Regions from separate parts of the Muntiacus reevesi genome. Here all the other regions are linked to region 1. Evidence: chromatin contacts called from public Hi-C data. All regions are on one chromosome and are shown on one strand. The core of a region is the stretch at or near the end of the contact, and the rest is flanking DNA. Distances in the headings are between cores, read along the strand shown.

The links. A called contact is a pair of places that touch in the nucleus more often than the background predicts.
Region 2: a Hi-C map of blood shows a contact between it and region 1, with 4 times the contacts expected there. The contact joins the promoter of MLN here to the promoter of LOC136151588 in region 1. A contact is called at or near these places in 2 of 3 Hi-C or Micro-C datasets (blood and muscle).
Region 3: a Hi-C map of blood shows a contact between it and region 1, with 4 times the contacts expected there. The contact joins the promoter of PHF1 here to the promoter of LOC136151588 in region 1. A contact is called at or near these places in 2 of 3 Hi-C or Micro-C datasets (blood and muscle).

The regions. Positions count from the first base shown.
Region 1 is chr20:9,814,672-9,819,534 of mMunRee1.1, reverse strand. It overlaps LOC136151588 (gametogenetin-binding protein 1-like), which reads right to left and starts at 2,705. Exons shown (of 6, transcript XM_065912832.1): 1 at 2,254-2,705; 2 at 1,318-1,427; 3 at 841-935; 4 at 529-679. The coding sequence starts at 2,705. It overlaps BAK1 (BCL2 antagonist/killer 1), which reads left to right and starts at 3,762. Exons shown (of 6, transcript XM_065912997.1): 1 at 3,762-4,011.
Region 2 is chr20:10,016,947-10,021,809 of mMunRee1.1, reverse strand. It overlaps MLN (motilin), which reads left to right and starts at 2,512. Exons shown (of 6, transcript XM_065913287.1): 1 at 2,512-2,628; 2 at 4,461-4,565. The coding sequence starts at 2,512. TRNAD-GUC (transfer RNA aspartic acid (anticodon GUC)) reads right to left here and starts at 3,530; the gene lies at 3,458-3,530.
Region 3 is chr20:9,684,625-9,689,487 of mMunRee1.1, reverse strand. It overlaps PHF1 (PHD finger protein 1), which reads right to left and starts at 1,849. Exons shown (of 15, transcript XM_065913006.1): 1 at 1,626-1,849; 2 at 709-883; 3 at 544-625; 4 at 347-442. The coding sequence starts at 867. It overlaps KIFC1 (kinesin family member C1), which reads right to left. Exons shown (of 11, transcript XM_065912992.1): 11 at 2,982-3,073. The coding sequence ends at 3,029.

The sequences.
Region 1 (4,863 bases), core at 1,456-3,955:
GTCGACAAATTACTTAACCCCTCTGGGCCCCAGTGATCTCACAGGGAAGCGGAGACTATAAAACAGGACCGACCTCAGAGTCAGAATGCAGCATTGCATGAAAAGTGCTTAGGACGGGGTTTGGCCCATGGTAAGGAAAATGTCAACGGCGACTTTACTGGAGGCTGTCGTTCATTACCACTGAAACATCTGCTCGCCACACCTGGGTGGCGAGGTGGCTGCGATGGGAGAAGGGAGGGGCCCTGGGCACCGTCACAGCAAGTGCACACCTGATGGGGAAACTGGGGGTGCAGGGGGGCGCCACTGAAGGAGCTGGAATTCTGGGCTGGGAAAGGGTGGTGCTCGAGGAGCCACGGTCCGGGTCGTAACCCGCCGCCTACCTCCCAGGCCTCCCCCGCCTCCCGGCCTGGGCGATCATTTTAGGTCCTATGGCTCCCCCTGGTGGTATTAACTGGTGTCGCATCTGAGAGCCGCTCCATCAAAGCGGGGCTGGGGGCGGGGTGAGGGGGGTGCGGGCAGCACACCCACCTACTGTGTCCGTTGACCTGAAGGCCTTATGCAGCGGTGACTGGAGGGTGACGGTGCCTGGGACGCAGAGCTTGAGGGCGCTGTCCTCCTCCTCCTCCGCCTCCTCTTCCTCGCCTGGCACCTCTCGGGGCAGGCCTTCCTTGAGAGGGAACTGGGTGTGACCGCCACCCCGCAGGTGAGGAGGGCGGCCCGAGCCTGGGCCCCCACCCCGACCCCGACCCCCAAGCAGAGAGCAGGACGGGGTGAGACAGGCGCCGCTCTCCCGGGCCCACCCCGCCTCCGCCCGCCTCCGCGCGCCGGGGCCCCACCGACCTTGGCCATGGCCCCCTTCTGGAGCCGCTTGTACAAGCCGAGGAGGCGGTTCCAGGGGGTTGCCCCCACCTTGGAGGAGGCCAGCCTTAGGTCACCTGTGGAGGGCAGTGGTCACGGGGGGCCCACAGCGAAGGGTGGAGGCCCAGCCTGAGGAGCACGGGTCCTTCGGGAGGGCTGAGCTAGGGCCAGCTATCCTTGTGTCCTTTGGCAAACGCCTGCTATGTGCCAGGCACAGTTCTAGGCATTTCACAAAGAGAGAACGTCTCACTTAATCCTTGCTAATGCCCTCTGACAGGAGTGCTATCATGCTCCCATTCTACAGATGGGGAAACTGAGATGCACAAAGGCTGAGCGACTTGCCGCCCTCACACCGCCTGGGCCGAGTGGCACTGGGATCCAGCTCTGCTCAGACTGCCCCGCATCCTCCCCAGCCCGATGCCCCGGCCGTCCCCCGGGGCCTGTGGCCACCGCACTCACCATCAAGCAGACACTCCTCCTCCCTGGAGGCCTCGGGGCTGAACTCCAGTGGCCCCACGGCACTCAGCACGCATCCCAGTTCCACCACCAAGGCCTGGGCAGAGTGGCCCCTGACCCCAGAGCACAGTCAGATGGGGGTGGCAGGCAGGGCCCAGAGAGGTGGTGAAGGTCCCAAACCCCCACCAAGGCCCTGCGCAGCTCCTCCAACCCCCTGCTCCCCACTGCTCTCTGCTCTGCCCTCTGGGGTATTCATCAGAGAGGAGGATGATCCCCTCAAAAGCAGGGAGGAGGGGAGGGGCCCAGCAAGGAGCTGGGAAGTGATGGGAGGCCCAACTCACCCCACATGCACCTTTCCTAGCCCCTGGCCTATACCCTTGTCTTTTCGGTGCCCCTATCCACAACCCCTCACTTGCAGGAGGACCCCCGTCTCAGCCTCCCTCTGTCATCTCCAGGTTCCTCTCCACTTTGATGTGAACAACCATGCCCACCCAGTCCTCTGCCCACCCAAGAAGTCCATTCCTGATAGTGAAAGTAGCTCAGTCGTGTCCAACTCTGCGACCCCATGGACTTTACAGTCCATGGAATTCTCCAGGCCAGAATACTGGAGTGGGTAGCCTTTCCCTTCTCCAGGGGATCTTCCCAACCCAGGGATCGAACCCAGGTCTCCCACGTGGCAGGTGAATTCTTTACTGGCTGAGCCACCGGGGAAGTCCAAGAATACTGGAGTGGGTAGCCTATTCCTTCTCCAGGGGATCTTCCCGACCCAGGAATCAGACAGGGGTCTCCTGCCTTGCATGTGGGTTCTTTAGCAGTTGAGCTACCAGGGAAGCCCCTGGTCTGTCCCCAGTTCGGGTCCTCAAACCTCAGGCCCACGTCCTCCTCCCTCCTGACACCCTGACTCCCCCCAGCTCCTCCATCCCCGGCCCAGCCCCTCACCTTTCTGAAGTCCCCGTATTCCCTGAGGCCTCCCCTGTGGCCGCCTCTTCCCTCTCCTCCAGCTCAGACAAGTGGTCCAGCACCTCCTGGCTTCCTCTGGGCAGGACTGGCTTCACCTCTACGCTCTGAGCCACGACCCTCACGACCTCTGCGGCTGGGGAGGTCTGGGGCCCTGGGTTCCCCCTCTCCAGTCTCGAGGGGCTGGGCCGCGGCAGGGCCCCAGGGCGGGCGCAGGTCAGCCTGGTGGGAGGCCTGGACTCCCTCCACGCAGGTCATCCCCGACGGTGACGGTTGGTCATCAAGAGGACGGCGTCCTGCCCCCTCAACCCCTTCCGCGGGGCCTTGTCTGAGCTCTTCGGGCTGCGCTTGCTGCCCACCAAGCTTCGGAAAAAGCAGAACATGGAGGAGCGGCCCAAAATTCGGGGTCGAGGGCCTGAAGCAGGGGCCTCCATCCTGAGAGGGTCCCTGACTTGGAGCGGCCGCAGCAGCCACCACAGGACCAACTGCTTAAGAACAGAAGGGGGTTTTCAAATTGAAAACCTCCAGTTGGAAACTTCCAGGAGTTCTAGAAGGTGGGGGCAGGGGGGGGGCATTCGTTGGGAGCAGAGTGGGCAGGGGTTTGACAAGGCCTGGGGAGCCAGCTGGGGTGGGGGCTTGGGGGGGTTGGGGAGGCCCCAGGAGACAGTGGGGGGGCAGGCAGAGCAGTCCCGAGGAACCCTAGCTCTGAGGATGGGGTCCAGGGCAGCCCAGGGCTTTCTCCTCCCCTCCTGTCCTTCCCCTGCGGCCCTGCCGTCCTTGGGATACACTCATTCCCCGCAGCCGGTGGATGTCCTTCCCCTCCCCTCCCAGCTGGCACGGCCCCCCCCACCCCGTGCCCTCCTTCCTGCACGCCTGCCGGTCACACTCAGGGTGACGTCACATTTCCCCTGTGGAGACCACCAAGGTAGGCGCCTGGCACACTGTCTTAACTGCACGCTGAATCTCAGTATTATTCCTGGAGACCTGATTATAAACCCATCTCAGTGACCTCGGGAGAGGTTCCTTAAGCCAGTCCAGCCTCAGTTTGTTCCCCTGTAAGATGGGTGTGGCCCGCTGCACCAACTTCCCAGGGTTGTTCCAAAGTGCTCTTATTTATTTATTTTTATATTTATTCATTTGGCTTCACTGTGTCTGAGTTCAGCACGTGAACTCTTAGTTGCTGCATGTGGGCTCTAGTTCCCTGACCAGGGATCGAACCCAGACTTCCCTCTTAGCCACTGGACCACCAGGGAAGTCCCTCCCAAGGGCTTTTAAAGTGCCTGGCACACAGTGGGTGGAGCTCAAGGAGCCTCCCCATCCTGGCTGTTTTACTGACACTGAGGGAAGGGAGCAGGGGACAGACCAAGAAGGAGGACCGGGAATCAGGGTGGGGGAAAAGCCGTGGGGGTGGAGGAGGGAGGCTGCTTTCCCCTGCGGAGCCCAGACCCGCCTCAGGCCACGGGCTGTGGCTTCGCATCCGGCGGCCACTGAGCTACTTCCTCTAGAGGGAGCTGATGGGAGCCGGGAGCCGCTGGCACCTCTATGATCGCCGCAGCCCCGCGGGTCCCTAGGGCCGCGCTGGGACCGGCAGAGGCTGCACTCCAGACACCGGGGATCCACTGACACCCCTTCCTGGAAGCCAGGCCTGGGGACCCGACCCTGGGAGCAGTCCCTGGCCCCTCAGGATCTCTGGCCTCCGCCCCGCTGGGCCATCCCGGGCCTGGGTCAGGGTCCAGGGAGGTAAGCCGGGACAGTCCTGCCCATGCCCCCCTCCCTGGGCAGCCCCAGGCCCGAGGTGAGGCAGGGAGCCCCTGGGGAGCCCGCTGGGGAGGGGGATGCCGCGAAGCTTGCCCGGGCAGCTCCACCAACCCTCGAAGGTGGCCCGATCCAGCCGGGGCTCCCTCGGGCTGCCCCTCAGGCGGCGTCCCCTCTTGCCCTGGCTCTGGCTGCCGGAGAATCGTGTGCCAAAGAGCCAGGTTCTTTAGCAGTCTGGGGGATGGGAGTGGAGGTCAGAGTCAAGGTCAAGGGCGGCGGGAGATCGTTCACAGTGCTTCCTGCTGCCCCAGGAGTCCTAAGCCCAGGTCAGGATCTGCCCCCTTCCCCCCAACTCCAGCAGCATCCTGGGCCTGGCAAACCCAAAAGCTGGGGCACAGCGGACTCTCCCCACCAGGAAGTCAGGCCACTTGGATGGGGGCAGAGGAAGTCCCGGGTCGACTCAGGCCTCTGGCCCTGGGGCGAGTTCCAAGGCTCCACATTATCACCAGCGGTGAGCCCCAGGGGTAGTGGGAAAGGGAATCGAGGTGCAGTTAGCATCCTTCCGCCCTGATGATGTCCTGGGGGGCACCGAGTTTGGGTACCAAGGGAGGGAGAAAGGCGCCTTGTTCGGGAAGCAGCTTCTAGGATGCGGGGTGCCAAGCAAAGTTCTGTCTTAAGCAGGCGGGGGACCGTGGGCCGTAGGAGAGGTTCCTTCTCCCTTCTCCCTGTCCCTGCCCCTTTGACAGTGAAGGGTGGGGCACACAGGTGGACCCTCCCCACCCTTCTCCTGAGGCCCTTTGGAAAATGGCCCCAGGCCTGAGGGGGGAGGGTATATGG
Region 2 (4,863 bases), core at 1,263-3,762, 200 kb before region 1:
TACGAGCTCCAGGAATCCAGACTCCTCATCCAGAGCATCCAAAGGTTTGGCCAAAGGTTAATGGACTCTAAGGGGGGGACAGGAGGTATATAAGGGCCAGTGGGACCAGCTGGACCAGCAGACAAGCAGAGAGAGCTGCCCGGCCCACTCAGACCGCACGTGCACTGTGAGTAGCCAGAGAAGGGGGTGGGGAGTGGTCAGCCTGAGCCCAAAGATGGGGTGTGCGCGAGCCCGCTGAGTCCAGAGCTCTCTGGGGTGAGCCCACTGTTCCTGCGGGTCTCTGTCACATTTTAGTACCTTCCTGGGCTGCAGACCGAGCGCCGGGTAAAGCCGCACACAGCGGGCAGGGCTGGAGGTGGAGTGGGGGGTACAAATCCCGGCAAAAAAGAAGCTGCCTAGAGACCTGGTCATCAACTGCAGGCCGGGAACCCAAGCCAGGGACCAGCTCGGATGCAGGGTCGGCCCGCCCGGCGTGGAGCCTGGGCTCTGGGAAGCTAACAAAAGAGCTGGGGCCCTCAGGAGAGTCGGTGGCTGGACAAGACCAGCAGGAAGAAGAGACCACCGACCCCTTGGCAAAAGCGCTTGAGCCCCAGCCGCAGGGATGGAAAAAGGCAAAGTCAGCAGCTCATCCTACAGTGAAAAAGCTCTCGCTCCCACCCTGAGCGGCCAGAACGCAAACAAACGTAGGTGACACGCCAGCTGCCAGTTGGATCACGAAAGTGAGCAGCAATTGGATGTTCACCTTCTTATTTAACGTTTTTATTGATTCTGATGGAGTGAATTAAACGTGAACACCAGAATGGAAAGAGATCCGTAGCCGCTCCACAAAGGAAATGAAGCACCAGCCGTGTGATACAGCGGGGTCCTGCTCGAGGGAGCGGGGCCCAGAGACCCTGCAGCAAGGGGAGGAGGTCTGCAATTCGAAGCCCCCCTCCTCACCGCGCCCTGTCCCCTCAACAGAGCATGGGGCCTCGGCTTCTGAGAGGCGGTCTTCAGCGGGTGGGTGGTCCTTCCCACCCCCCTAGAATGGCAGGCGTTGGCCATCTGAGCCCTTCTGTTCTCGTTCTTGGAGTTTAGCAACACCGGGAGACCATGCAGGACGGGGCGGCAAGAGAGTGAGAAGGCAGGGGGCCCTTCAGATGACCGAGGAGACGGGCCCTGGTGGAGAGGCAAGGTGCAAGCCCGCAGCCTTGGAAGATTCTCTCCAAAGGGAGGGTCGAAGTCGGAGCCAAAGGGAAGCTCAGGGGCCAGTCAGGGGTAGGACCCTCTCCTCCCAATGGAATCCAGTCCGCCCAAGGGCTGTGGGAACCCCGAGTTGAGCCCCAGAAGCTCCTAATCTGAACCCTGTATCCCCCCACCACTGCTGCAGCAGAGGCTGCCCCCGGCCTCCCCTCCCCGCTCGGGGGTCCTGCCCCCTGCGGTGCCTCCCCCTTCTGTGGGCAGAGGCCACGCGCACCAGGCCTCAGAAGGGCCGGCCTCTAGCCCCTACTGCCTTCAAGTGGGTCCCTTCACCTTCGCAGGTTTCCTCCCCTCCCCGATCACACCTGCTCCCAGGCTGGTGTGAGGAGGGTGTGGGAGACGGCTTGGAATGGGACCCCCCTGTGCTGGTGGAAGGAATCAACCAGAGGGGGCCACGCCCCGCAGGCCACGCCCCGGCCCCAGCACCACTCTGACCCCGCCCCTTTCTCAGCTCTGCACTCCTGGGGTCCCCACGCCCACCTGTTCCCTGGCGGTCTTGGTCCGCCAGCCATTCCCGACACACCCACTTCTGGGATGTTTCGGGCTCGCTCTTAACGCTGGCACCTTGCCAGCACTGGATATGTGTCGGGGGAGGGTTACAGGAAGGAGGTTGTTTCTAGATGGCGGCCCGCAGGCGGCTAGACTTGCTGGAGCTGTGGAGCCGCTTGCTTGAGAGCCAGCGCCGGCTCAGAGGGGCGGGGACCCTTCCCTGCTCTTCTGTGGGGCTCCAAGCTGGAGTTTTTCATCCGGCTCTGCTCCACCTGGGCAGAGGGTCTCAAACCCTCCCTCTCTAGACCTGGGGTCTTGGCCTGATACCACCAGGCAGGACCGGATGGGCCTGGATCCATCCCTCTTATCCTAATTGGCTCAGGGAGCAGGCAGGGCTCTCTGGATCTTGGGACTTGCTTCTACTGATAATCTAAGATTTTTTTATTGGCAATATGGGGTTGCTCCTGCTTCATTAGCCCAGCTGACCCCAGAAGACCTCCCCAGTAACAAAGGGAAGGGCCAACAAGTGGGATGATTCTTTTCTGGTGTGGGCAGGGGACAGGGTGGCCTCTCTCGGGGACTTGGGGCAGAGAAGGGGCTCTGAGCTCCTCTGGTACAACCCCACACCAGGCCCAAATCCAGAGAGGTAAGCAGCTTGCTCAAGATCACACAGGCCCAGGTGGGGCATGGACCAGAGCTGAGGGCGCCGGCCTTCAATGCAGTGGTCTGTCCCTGAGCCCTACACTGGGTGACAGGGGCTCCCTGTCATTGTCCAGCTCCAGAATGCTGTCCCGCAAGGCCACGGCCGTCCTCCTGGTAGTGCATGCAGCCGCCATGCTGGCCTCCCAGACAGAGGCCTTTGTTCCCATCTTCACCTACGGCGAAGTCCAGAGGATGCAGGTAAGATATTCCCAGGCTGCCCGCCTCCCCAGTGTGGCCAAGGTGACCCACAAGCCTGCTCAACGACAAGCATCCTTTCAGAAAACCCACGTTTAATCAGATATGCCAGAGACACAGAGGTGAGCCTGAAGAACTCCAGATAACCCCAGGCTCCAGCCATCCCCCCAGCCACCTTCACTCCTTCAGCAGTACCACAAAGGTGTCAGTGGCTCCCACAGGTGACATCTTTTCCTACCCCTGCCCATCCTTTCGGAGGAAGTTTTCAATTAACAAGCCAATAAATATTTGCAGAGCATCTCTGCAGCACAGAGGGGCACCCTGGGTGAGAGGTCAGGCACACAAGGAAATCTCAGAACCTCCCATCCTCAAGGAGCTGGCTCGGGAGCCAACATGAAAAATTCACTCATGATAGAAAACCAAGCGGGGAGATGTCACAAGACAGGACATGATTAATTGTCCAGAAGTGATGCTGACAGTATGCACTGACTTCAGGGGAGCAGAAAACACGGTGGGCTGGTGAAGAAGAGGGGAACCTGCTCTGGGGTCCCCGAGAGAGAAGGATGGACAGGTGGGCACAAACGTTAAAGCAGGAAAAGAAGGTACTTTTCTAGGGAGTGGCAGCCAAAGCCTTCTTCTCTTTAGAACCGAGAAGAAAACAGGGCCGGCTTAGTGGAACCTAGGTGGTAGGGCCTGTGGAAAACTGGGCTGCTGGACCCACCTCCTTGGGCCTTTTACCTTAGATGTCATGGAGTTCTGAGTGCCTTTCCACTTTTGTCTCTTGATCTCTTTTCTCTTTATTGGCTGTGCTGCACAGCTTGTGGGATCTTAGTTCCCTGACCAGGGATTGAACCCAGGCCCTCGGCAATGACAGGGCAGAGTCCTAACCACTGGACCACCAGGGAATTCCCCGTTTCTCTTAATTTTTTTTTTCTAGATTTTTTTTATGTGGACCATGTGGCTTTACAGGGGCCAGGCTGGACCCAGCTCCCCTTCAGGGGAGGAGAAAACACAGTGGGCTGCAAAGAGATGCAGCAGATCCCCTAAACCTACCTCCACCCACCTATCACTTGGTTCCCTCTGCGGAGAAGATGACCGACTGTCCCAGCATCACCGCTGCCCCGGGCAGGCCCAGAACTGAACCCCCAGAACATCCTCAGAGAAACCAAAGAAACAGGCTGTGTCTGACTTCAGTGCCCGGGGGCCTGGCAAGCAGGATGCCTGGCAAGATGAGAGGCTGGACAGAAAGAGCCTAATTCGGTGCTACACGAACTGGCAAAATGGCAGCGAGAGGGTGCTTGGCATTTATCTGCTCCGTGGTTTCCTCCTCGTTATTGCCAGGCACCGGGATTTTTATGAAGAAGCTGCAGACTCCTTTCTCCATAATTCATCTCCTTGTCTTGCCTCTTATAAATCACCTCCCAGGGACTCCAGTTTCTGGGCCACCCCATGGCGCCCTCACAGGCTGGGTCGTCTTGCCGTCTTTTTTTATAGGCTCTTTGCTATGAAAAACACATTTTCATACTTAATATGCAGGAAGGGTGGCCATTATTTTTAGCATGTTAACTTAATTAACAGTAACAACCTGGGTGTGATGTTTGAACTACAAAGGAAGGATTCCTCTTTGGGTTGACTTGGCGGTGGGCAAATCCAAGGACGGTGTGAAATCACCGGGTGTCTGAGACGCCCTGGGAGAGAGATGCCTGGGAAAGGGGGTTCTTTTGGCCTGTGCGGGGTGGGGGGTCAGGCCCCTTAGCACTCCGAATAGAAACCCCAGAGGGCCACGAGTGGTTGAGAGAGGGTGAGTTTTACACGATTTTGTGCTCGGCCCCTAGGAAAAGGAGAGGTACAAGGGGCAGAAGAAATCCCTGAGTGTACAGCAGAGGTCAGAGGAGGTGGACCCCGCGGAGCCTTGGGAAGAAAAGCAGGATGTCATTAAGGTGAGTAGAAGACACGGCGTGGGGGGGATGGGGTGTGGGATTGGGGAGGTAGTGCAGAGAAACCCAGTGGGGGGATGGTCCCCCGGGCATCACAGAACGTGCTGTGAACTAGACACTCAGGTGACGAGCTCCATCCTAGGAGGGATAGTCAGACACTGATGATGAGACAAGAAATCATTTTAGGCACCAAATAAGGAGGCCTGATAGACAGTGAGGGCGGGGCTGGTGGGGGAGGGGAGGGGAGGCCTCTCTCCCATTCTCTCCCCAGGGAGAGGAGGTGGCATTTGATTTGAAACTT
Region 3 (4,863 bases), core at 600-3,099, 130 kb after region 1:
CTGGGGAAGACCCCCTGGAAAAGGGAAAGACTACCCACTCCAGTATCCTGGCCTGGAGAACTCCATGGACTGTACGGCTCATGTTGTCGCAAAGTCAGACACAACTGAGAGACTTTTGCTCACTCACACCCTCTGCCTGCAGAGTTCATACATCCCAACCCAAGGCCGCCTCTCCTGTGCTGGAAGGGAGTGAGGTTACAGGCTTGTGGAGACTGACCAGAGCAGTGGCTTGGGCACTCAGACCAGGACAGGTAGTATAAGGACCAGTGCTGGAAGGAAGGGTCAGAGGCACCCTGGCAGACCCAGGGCAAGCTGGACCATTCAGGTGTCCTGCCCTCTCACCCACCATGGCGACACTTCTCACAGCTGACCAGCCGGTTCCCAGGGACCACAGTTTCAGAGCGACATACACAGCAGAGGAGCTCCTCCCCAGGGAGGGCCGCTGTGAGAGAACAGAGTGTCAGAGGGCTTTGTCCTCCAGCCCCTTTCTGTCCCCCATGCCAGGCTTGTTTTCCATGGGATCCATACTCTCAGGCTTCTCACCAGGGCTAATGTCTTTCCATAGAACCAGAAACTGGGAATCATCCTCAAACTGAACCAGACATACCTCCCGAGCACTGTCCACCTGGAATGGGCGAGCACAGAAGATGGAACAGGAATCAGACTAGATAAGGGGAATGAGAAAAGGTGACAGGTCAGAAGGCTCACCTTTTTGATGGTCCCCAAGTATAGCAGCCCATCTGTCCATCTGGCCAGCACATCTTGACCCTCCCAAAGTCGAGGCCGAGGGCCTGAGGTGGGAGCAGGGGAAGCTGGGTCCCAAAGTGGGGGGGCACCAGAGCGGCTCAGCCGGGGGGGCTGTGCCATTGCATCCTGGGGGGGCCTAGTTAGAAATGAGACGATAGGAGAAAGTTACGAATATTGAGGAACTAGCCCCCATTTTCTTTGCCTGTTTTTCTGTCAAAAGACTTGAGCAGGTGTGCCCAGCCTCCATTTCCCTGAGACACCTGGGTAGGAAACCCACTGGGCACCTCTTCCGGTCTTCCTGACTCCGGCTCTCCCAAAAGAGCACCACAGGCTCTCTTCTCCCAGCCGTCCCCGCCACACCACCAACCTAGTTCTCTAGTTTCCCAGCTTCCAGAGCTCCCCTGGGATGTTGTATCCTGGCCTTGAGATTTTAGCAGAAACGACGGTTGCAGAGGCAAAGGTTACCACTCAGTTTCCAGTATCACCTTCTACCACTGTTTATAGTGGTATTATAATTGGGGTGCTGTGTTCCAGAGATGTGTTTCGGGAGCTTTTTCTGGAGATGTTTTCCAGAGTGGAAAAGGTTGCCTCCTGGGCCCCTGTGTCTCATTCAGAACAATCATCTTGGTGCTAGGTTATGTCAGGTCACCCTCAAATTCGGGGCTCCCTGCCCCCGGGTTAGATAACTTCCCTGAGTGCCCCGGGAGGGGGGCGTGTCCCAGTCCGGGTCTCTTCTCCCCACGACGGCGAGTCCGAGAGGGGACTTGAGTCGGCCCAGCCCGACCCGCCGCCCGGGCGGCGCGGCTCTCCCGCCCGCGCCCTGCGCGCCGACCCCCGGCTCCCTGCCCCCCCACGGGCGCCTCCCGCCGCCTCCTTACCAGTGACAGCTGGGGCCGCCGGGCGCCGGGCAGAGGCAGACGTGGGAGACTGAGGTGAAACCCCCGCGCGGGGAGGGCACGGCTGGGCGTCGGGGGGGCGTGCAGGCAGAGACCGGGGGGTCCCCAGGCCCAGCCCCTCCGTCCGGGCGGCTCTGGGGCGTATGACGCAGCAGCCAAAGCAGCGGCAGCGGCAGGAGGAGGCGGCGGGGGGAAGGAGGGGAGGGGAGGGGAGGGACAAACCGGCTCGGGGGGAGGGTGGAGGGAGGGGAGGGCCGGGGGGAAGGAGGAGTCGGGGGGGGGGCGGGCACCTCCTCACCCCACCTCCCTCACCTCCAGCGGGCCTGGAGGGCGTGGAGGGAGCCGGAGCGTCTCCGCGGATGGGGAGGACGGGCTCTCGGACCCGGCGGGAGAGGGAATCCCCGCAGCCCCTTCCTCCGGAGGGAGGCCTGCCCTCGGGGCAGGAGGGAATCCCCCGCTAGGCCGCCGGCCGGGCCCCCGCCCCGCGCCACATCCGTTAACTGCCCCCCGCCCCGCAGGGTCACTCCGGGCCCCGCCCCGCGCTCTAGTTCACGACCCCGCCCTCCATTCACCCGTCCCATGGCCCCCGCCCCGCGGGCCCCGCCCCCTCCCGCCTTTGCCCCGGCCCCGCCCTCCCCGGAGCTAGTTGCCCCCACCCCCGCCCACCGTCGCCGCGCCTCTGCGCACGCGCGACCCCTCCCGCGCGCGCGGCACCTGGGAAGACCCAGCCCTCCTCTGACGGGGCGGCGGCCCTCGGCGGTTGGCGCGAGGGAGTTAGCCCGTGCGCCCCGCCCCGCGCGGGCAAGGCGGGTGCACCGACTAGAGCTAGTACCGAGGCGGTGACGCCGCCGAGAGCCAGCCAATGGCGGCGGGCGGAGCTAGCCCCGGCGGTTCGAAAGGGAAGGCAGAGAAAAAGCGGGAGGAGAGACCCCGCAGCTTGTGGGCGGGCGCGCCGGTCCCGCCCCGGACTCCCACCTTCCCGCACTCACCGAGTTCCTGCCCCGGGCGAGGGTGGCTTGTGGCGGAGGAAGAGGAACTAGTGACGGACACCTGGTGCGCACACCTCAGGACGTGGACAGGGACGGGAGCGGGGAGAGGGGCTACCCTGACTCTGGGGTGACCCGTTAGAAAAGCCAAAGCCCTGTCCCCGTGAAACACTGACGTTTGGCAGAATGGAAGAGCCACAGCTCCCATCTTCATGGATATGACAAATATCCCCCTTATTGGGCAACCGCTAATAAAACCTTTATTTAAAAACAACAAAAATTCTCTTCTTTATTTGATAGGCCCAGGTATCAGCGCCCCCTCCCAATAAAGCACCACCACCCCACCCCACCCCCACCGTGTGCCTCACACATACACACACACACAATCTAGATCCATCTTCATTTCTTGTTGGCCTGGGCAGTGCCAATGACACACTGGTTCACCTGCGGGCAGGGGATTTAGACAAACAGTACAAAAAAAGTTTTCAGAGCAACCAAACGAAGTTTTCCCCAAATCACCTCTGAACCCTCAGTATTAGGGCTGCCCTCAGAATCCTGAAATAAAGGCTCTGAAAGCAGGTTCAGGCTGGTCTCAGTTCTCCCACGCCCACTGGGCACACTAGATGTGAAAGAGGGGGAAAGGCCAGAGAAAGGACAGAAGCTCCTCACAGGAGCAGAGAGAGGCACTTCTCTTTCTAGACAATCCCACAGCCCTCCCACCACTAATGCTCAATAAGCTAGATAACACGGCAACATAAACATAAAACATAAAAGAACCAAAGCTCCTTAGAAAATTAATGATCCTCAGTCTAGGGCCGGAAATGTACAAGATGAATCCGGAGAAAGGACTACTGGGAACTTGTCTAAAGGGCACAGGAGCCAAGTTGGAGCTTCCACTGGCCAAAGGCGGGCAATTTGAATATCAGAAAGAAAAATGACTTCAAAGGATATATACCAAAAGTATAAGATGTTATCTCTTGCATAAAAACTCACTGGTCATCTTTGGAAGTTGCCAAGATACCAACTTACAATAGTGAAAATTGATGAAGAATCTAGCATTTATCCCATCTTACCTATATGGACTGCATTTCAGAATAACCAGAATAGAATAACCAATTTCAGAATTTCAGAACAGATGACAAGGAGAGTTCTCAAGAATTATGATTAATAAATGTAGAACAGCTGAGAAAATTAGAAAATCACCATTTTAAAACTCCCTAATAATAGATCTGGGGCTTCCATGGTGGCTTAGTGGCAAAGAACTGCCTGCCAATGCAGGAGAGGTGGGTTCAACCACTGGAGAAGGACATGGCAACCCACTTCAATATTCTTGTCTGGAAAATCCCATGGACAGAGCAGCCAGGTGGACTACAGAGTTGGACATAGTGACTAAACAACAACAAACAATAGATCTAGATAGCATCGCTGACAAAATCATTAGGGGAGAAAGTTGAAGGGAGTTTTTAAATGGATAGATCGGGCTGATATTACCCAAGTCCAGTGATCAATTTTTATATCATTAAAGGTGATACAACTAGGGGGAGGGGGAAAAATGGAACAACTCGATACTAGGTGCCTCCTGATATGATGCAATAAAATGTATCATACTATTTAAATTTTCTTGCCAAGAAATTTGAATCTGATTCAAATCAAGCCTCCAAACCTAATTACAAGAAAACAAAAATTATGGAGGAAAGAGGAAGCAACCCGCCAAAATCTAGAATATATGTTCTATAGGACAAATCACTCCACTTCTTCAACAAATAAATCTGGGGGTGAGATTATTACAGATTAAAAGAAACTCAAAAGACCATTTCAACTAAATTAAAAGGGTGGTCCTTGCTTTGATCCTGAATGGAACAAACCCTAATGTATAAAAGGCATTTGAGACAATCAGGGGAAATTTAACATAAACTGGGTATTAGAGGATGTCAAAGAGTTCACGTTGTTGGGTATTAATGATGTTGGTAGAACTTTAATTGATTTCCCTGGTGGCTCAGACGGTAAAGCATCTGCCTACAATGAGGGAGACCCGGGTTCAATCCCTGGGTTGGGAAGATCTCCTGGAGAAGGAAATGGCAACCCACGCCAGTATTCTTGCCTGGAAAATCCCATAGACAGAGGAGCCTAGTAGGCTACAGTCCATGAGGAACTTTAATTGAACTTGTAAGGTAGCAAGGGAAATCCTGATTAAAGCAGAAGACCACAGCAGGGCGCTAAGGTGGCCGATTACT